Linked DNA regions of Pan troglodytes: region 2 is linked to region 1. Evidence: chromatin contacts called from public Hi-C data. All regions are on one chromosome and are shown on one strand. The core of a region is the stretch at or near the end of the contact, and the rest is flanking DNA. Distances in the headings are between cores, read along the strand shown. Region 1 holds the start of HES1 (hes family bHLH transcription factor 1). Region 2 has its middle 85 kb from the start of CPN2.

The links. A called contact is a pair of places that touch in the nucleus more often than the background predicts.
Region 2: a Hi-C map of stem cell-derived neural progenitor cells shows a contact between it and region 1, with 3 times the contacts expected there. The contact joins the enhancer-like site here to the promoter of HES1 in region 1. A contact is called at or near these places in 4 of 7 Hi-C or Micro-C datasets (blood, induced pluripotent stem cells and stem cell-derived neural progenitor cells).

Annotation. Positions count from the first base shown.
Region 1 is chr2:197,318,415-197,321,114 of NHGRI_mPanTro3-v2.0_pri, forward strand. HES1 (hes family bHLH transcription factor 1) reads left to right here and starts at 1,414. Exons shown (of 4, transcript XM_516956.7): 1 at 1,414-1,801; 2 at 1,931-2,026; 3 at 2,276-2,363. The coding sequence starts at 1,694.
Region 2 is chr2:197,451,835-197,454,534 of NHGRI_mPanTro3-v2.0_pri, forward strand. No RefSeq gene overlaps it. Among named protein-coding and RNA genes, the nearest start is that of CPN2, 85 kb to the right of the region's middle. Within about 2 kb of position 1,332, at least 13 of the 24 cell types and tissues checked have an H3K27ac peak or open chromatin away from gene starts, as enhancers often do. A contact at or near this core is called in induced pluripotent stem cells and stem cell-derived neural progenitor cells, where this site is marked.

The DNA.
Region 1 (2,700 bases), core at 164-2,663:
CTCTCCACCCCGGGTGTGCGCTCCCCGCCCGGAAGAGCTGACCTTGGCCTGGGGAGGCGGGGGTGGGGAGAGAGGGTAAGCGCCGGGGCTCGGCTCCCAGCCCGCCGCCCCCTCGGATTCCTGGCCCGGCGGGGCCGGAGGAGGGGGCCCCGGACACACACACACACACCCCACACGCAGCGCGCGCCAATGAGCCCGGGCCAGGCGCAGGGGGCGGGGTTTTCCCAGGCTCGAGCACAGCAGCTGCTATTTACCTTCTTGGCTTCTCCCGGGGACCAGGAACCGGCCCCCGCTCTCCGCCGCCCGTCGCCGCCCCCCGCCTCCCTGCCCCCGGGGCGCGCGCACACACACTCACTCACACACGCACACACACACACATCCTCCCGGCCCGGCCGCAGCCGCGGCGGCAATAAAACATCCTGGCACGTGCTCCGGCTCCAGGCGCGCCCACGCCGGCCGGCTGATGTCAAACTGCAGCTCGGCTGGTGTAGCTCTTAAAGGGCCCGCGGGCGCCGGGGGCCGAGGCCGCCCGCGGGGCGAGGAGGGAGAGGCTGCTTCCTTGCCCGCCACCTCAACGCGCCGCAGAACCTAAAGCCTACGGATGAAAAGGGAAAGGGTGGTGAAGGAGGGCGCGAGTCCCTGAGGCATTGCCCTCGGAGCCCCCCTTGCTCATTTTTTCATTTGAAATACCGTTTCCTTCCACCCAGTTGCAAATTATTCTGATTGTTTCCTGGGGAAGCCCGGGGTCTAAGGCCCCAAATCCAGAAGAGGAATTTCGGAAAGACGGGGTGGGGGTGGGGTGGGGAAGGGATTCAAGAACTACCTTGCTCCGAAAAACCTGTATTTGTAAGGTAGAAGGCAATTTTTCCTTTTTCTGCATGGAAACAGTAAAATTTTTTTGGCCCTTTTCCTTTACCATCCACTTTCACCCTCCTGAATGTAAAGTCTGAGCGGGAACTTTAGATGTGTCGGTAACTCACACTCTTACACGCGTCCCCCCCCCCCGCCCCCTTTTAACCACTGCTGTTTTTTTCTTTATTGTTTATACCTTTAAAAAAATATGTTTCAAATGAACTTACTACAGTCAAAGCAGCTCTGTTACATATGAGAGAGGGCATAAAGAGCAAAGACCCTGGCTCCAAAAGAAATAGACAAGATCAAAACCAAAGCGGAAAGAAAAAAAAAATCTCTAAACCAAAGCCCAGAGGGAGAGTAGCAAAGGGTTAAAATCCTTTTGATTGACGTTGTAGCCTCCGGTGCCCTGGGCTCAGGCGCGCGCCATTGGCCGCCAGACCTTGTGCCTGGCGGCCAATGGGGGGGCGCGGTCCACGAGCGGTGCCGCGTGTCTCCTCCTCCCATTGGCTGAAAGTTACTGTGGGAAAGAAAGTTTGGGAAGTTTCACACGAGCCGTTCGCGTGCAGTCCCAGATATATATAGAGGCCGCCAGGGCCTAGGGATCACACAGGATCCGGAGCTGGTGCTGATAACAGCGGAATCCCCCGTCTACCTCTCTCCTTGGTCCTGGAACAGCGCTACTGATCACCAAGTAGCCACAAAATATAATAAACCCTCAGCACTTGCTCAGTAGTTTTGTGAAAGTCTCAAGTAAAAGAGACACAAACAAAAAATTCTTTTTCGTGAAGAACTCCAAAAATAAAATTCTCTAGAGATTAAAAAAAAAAAAAAAAGGAAAATGCCAGCTGATATAATGGAGAAAAATTCCTCGTCCCCGGTGGCTGCTACCCCAGCCAGTGTCAACACGACACCGGATAAACCAAAGACAGCATCTGAGCACAGAAAGGTAAGGGCGGTACCTGTATCTCTTTGCAGCCCCTCAAAATTAAGTAGGGGTTGGGGGGCTTCTTTCTGTCTTGAAACCCCGGGATGGCAGATTCCATGGGAACACAGAACTCTTTTTTTTTATTTGCAGTCATCAAAGCCTATTATGGAGAAAAGACGAAGAGCAAGAATAAATGAAAGTCTGAGCCAGCTGAAAACACTGATTTTGGATGCTCTGAAGAAAGATGTAAGTGGGGAAATGCTGCTCGCTCTTTTAATTAAAAAACAAACACTTTCTCAGCTACTAAGAGTGAAACCCCCCGCCCTGCGGGGTCTGGCACTCGCTGGTACTGCGTTCTCCCAGGCGGGAGGGCCCGGCCTTATTCGCTGGGGTCCAGAGATAATGCTTGCGCTCCGTGGCCGGGAGGAGGGACCCCCAGCACTCTGAAGCAGCTGACACGGGGCTCACTTTCCTTTCTTGCCTCCTCCTATGCAGAGCTCGCGGCATTCCAAGCTGGAGAAGGCGGACATTCTGGAAATGACAGTGAAGCACCTCCGGAACCTGCAGCGGGCGCAGATGACGGGTGAGGGCGGCTCGCCGCGTCCCCCTGTGCGGGCGTCCCGCTCGCCTCGCGGTGATTTCTTCCAGACTTCCGCCCGTGGTTGTGAGAGGCATTCAGCTACATTTTACTGCCTTGGCTCACTCTCGCGTTCCCACGGTCTGGGGCTTATTTATAGCCACAACTCCAAGTTGTTACTGTTCCGGAAAGGGAGGGAAAGAGGTTGCAGCCGCGAGGGTGGCGGGCGGCGGGTAGGGGCGAAAGGACTTACGACTGTGGCGGTTTGGAACTGCGTGGAGCCTGGGGGTCACTGGTTTAGCACTCCTTCCCGTTGCAGAAGGGGAAATGAGGCTTGGATGAT
Region 2 (2,700 bases), core at 82-2,581, 130 kb after region 1:
CCATCCAGCCACGCGGAGAATCCATCCCTGGCAGTGCCGACTGCTCCTCCTAGTGGGCAAGGAAGCTCTTCCCGGCACCAGGACAGAGCGCCTCCACCAGGCCTGCTAGAGGATCTCAGCTCCATCTCACCATGAAGCCCCCCACAGCCGAAAAAGCCCTCCCACATCCAGATCCCCCAGACACTTGGTGGCTTTTCAGGAGACACGGTTCTAACACCCATTTCACAGATAAGAGCACTGAGTCCGTCTCTGGCCGTGAGGCTGTGGCAGGGCTGGGACTGGAAGCAGGGCCTTTCATTTGACTTCTTGTAGGTTTCTTCCGGGGCACCACTTTGTTTTTGTTTTTTGTTTTGTTTTGTTGAGATGGAGCTTCACTCTTGTGGCCCAGGCTGGAGTGCAATGGTGCCATCTCGGCTCACTGCAAGCTCCACCTCCGGGGTTCAAGCGATTCTCCTGCCTCAGACTCCCGAGTAGCTGGGATTACAGGCGCCCGCCACCACGGCCGGCTCTTTTTTTTTTTTTTTTGGTATTTTTAGTGAGGCGGGGTTTCACTATGTTGGCCAGGGTGGTGTCGAGCTCCTGACATCAGATGATCCACCCACCTCGGCCTCCCAAAGTGCTGGGATTACAGGTGTGAGCCACCGTGCCGTGCCCAGGGCACCACTTTGAAAACTGGCATAGAGGAAGAAATGGCCACCTTCTCACCCATTGCCCACCCCTTTCCGCCTCCCCCCCTCACACAAGCCTGACACCACCTTGACAAGAGGACTGCTTCATTTCTTTGCCCTGGGTAGCTAGAGCCTAGTGCCCCAGGGTGCCTGATTAAAAGCGTGTTGACTGGCTCGCTCCTTTCCTGCCGGATCATCCTGCTTCTTCAAGCTCCACCCACCTCAGGATCAGCCTTCCCTTCCAACCGCAGGCCTGACCCCGCTGCTCTACAGGAGGAAAAGGCGCTCTGCGCTTTGTGGCCGGATCCGGGGTTCAGCAAGTCTCATCCTGGAGCTACCTCCATCAGAGTCAAGCTGTGCAGAGGCCCGGGGCAGCTCAGATGCTTGGGTGGGGGTGGCGAGGCACGGCTCCTGCCCTGTCAACAGAACCTGCAGAGGTCTTCAGGCTGCCCCCTTGAGAGCAGACTCTGTCACCCCTGCCCTGGCAAAGACCAATTGGAGAGAAGCCATTTTGGAGCCAGTCACTCATTAAGGAGGGGGAGGTGACCCTTGCCCTGTCTTCTTCCCTGAAAACAAAGTCCTTCCTTTGAGCTCTCCAGAGGCTGGCCTCCTGCACTGAATGCAGCCACAAGCAGCCCCCAGGGAGCCCCAGGTCCTGGGGACAGGCCCCAGAGGCCTGGCTTGGAGACCCTGGCCTGGAGGCTCTCCCAGGCCTTGGAGCCTGCTCTCTTCCCTGGGATAGAGGGGAGGGCCTGCCACCCGCCACCCGCCGCCTGGATCCTGTCATGGGACAGAGCTGGGCCTGAGCTCCAGGACAGAACAGGCAGACAGTGATCTGTGTTTTCTGGGAAGACAGCCAGTCCTCGTGCCCTCAGGCTTCCGGGCACTGAGGAGTATGGCCGAGCAGTCACCCGCCGCCCTGGCTCAGCCCCCTCCAGGCCCAGGCTGGGTGGGCACACCCCATCCCTGGTATCCAGGCCAGAGAGCTGCAGCAGGAGGGGCCATCACGCTGCTCTCTCTCCCTCGCCTGTGGCTTCATAAACTAAACAGTACAGCATCAAGGGGAGTGGGCATGCAGGCTGAGCTCTGAGCCGTGCCAGCCTGTGCACACACAGAGGCATCGTTTGGTGGGTGCACCCTGAGCATGTCTCATCCTTTCCCCCTCAACGAGGCTGAGCCGCTCAAGGGCATGGGAAAAGCACTGATTTGGCCTCAAAACAGCATTGGGTTCCAGTTCCTGGGCAGTGCTGCCATCCACCCGTGGGACCATGGTGAGTCATTTCATCCCCTGAGCCTGTTTCTTCAGCTGCGCCGTGGGGCAGTAACCTCCGCTGTGCCCCTTCCTAGTTGCTCAGTCTTGTGGTGTCAGGCAGCTGTGAGAACACGCAGGCCATGATACTCCCACGAGAACTTCTCCCTATTTTTTTTTTTTTTTTTTTTTTGAGATGGAGTCTCACTTTTTCTCCCAGGCTGGAGTGCGATGGTGTGATCTTGGCTCACTGCAACATCCCCCTCCCAAGTTCAAATGATTCTCCTGCCTCAGCCTCCTGAGTAGCTAGGATTACAGGCACCCGCCACCATGCCCGGCTAATTTTTTGTATTTTTGTAGAGACAGGGTTTCAACATGTTGGCCAGGCTGGTCTCAAACTCCTAACCTCAGGTATCTGCCCGCCTCGGCCTCCTAAAGTGCTGGGATTACAGGCATGAGCCACCACGCCCAGCCTCTCCCTACTAGGGTTTCATAAAATCTTATTGACCTGGTTTCATAATTCAATTTCACATATGAGGAGCAATGAAGGCCAGGGAGGGTGTAAGTCACTGGCCTGCAGATTGGAGCTGTCCTCAGGCATCCCTGGAGGCCCAACGAGCAGCCCGGCCAGGCCCGTTGTGGTTGACAGAGTTGGTGTCTGCCCACCCGAGGGCAGGACAAGTGGATGACCCCGAGCAGAGCCCCAGGAGGGAACTGTAGGGGGCCTGGAGCTCACCTCTCATTCTCTTACTTAATGGAGAGAACTGCCCACCTCTCAGAGGA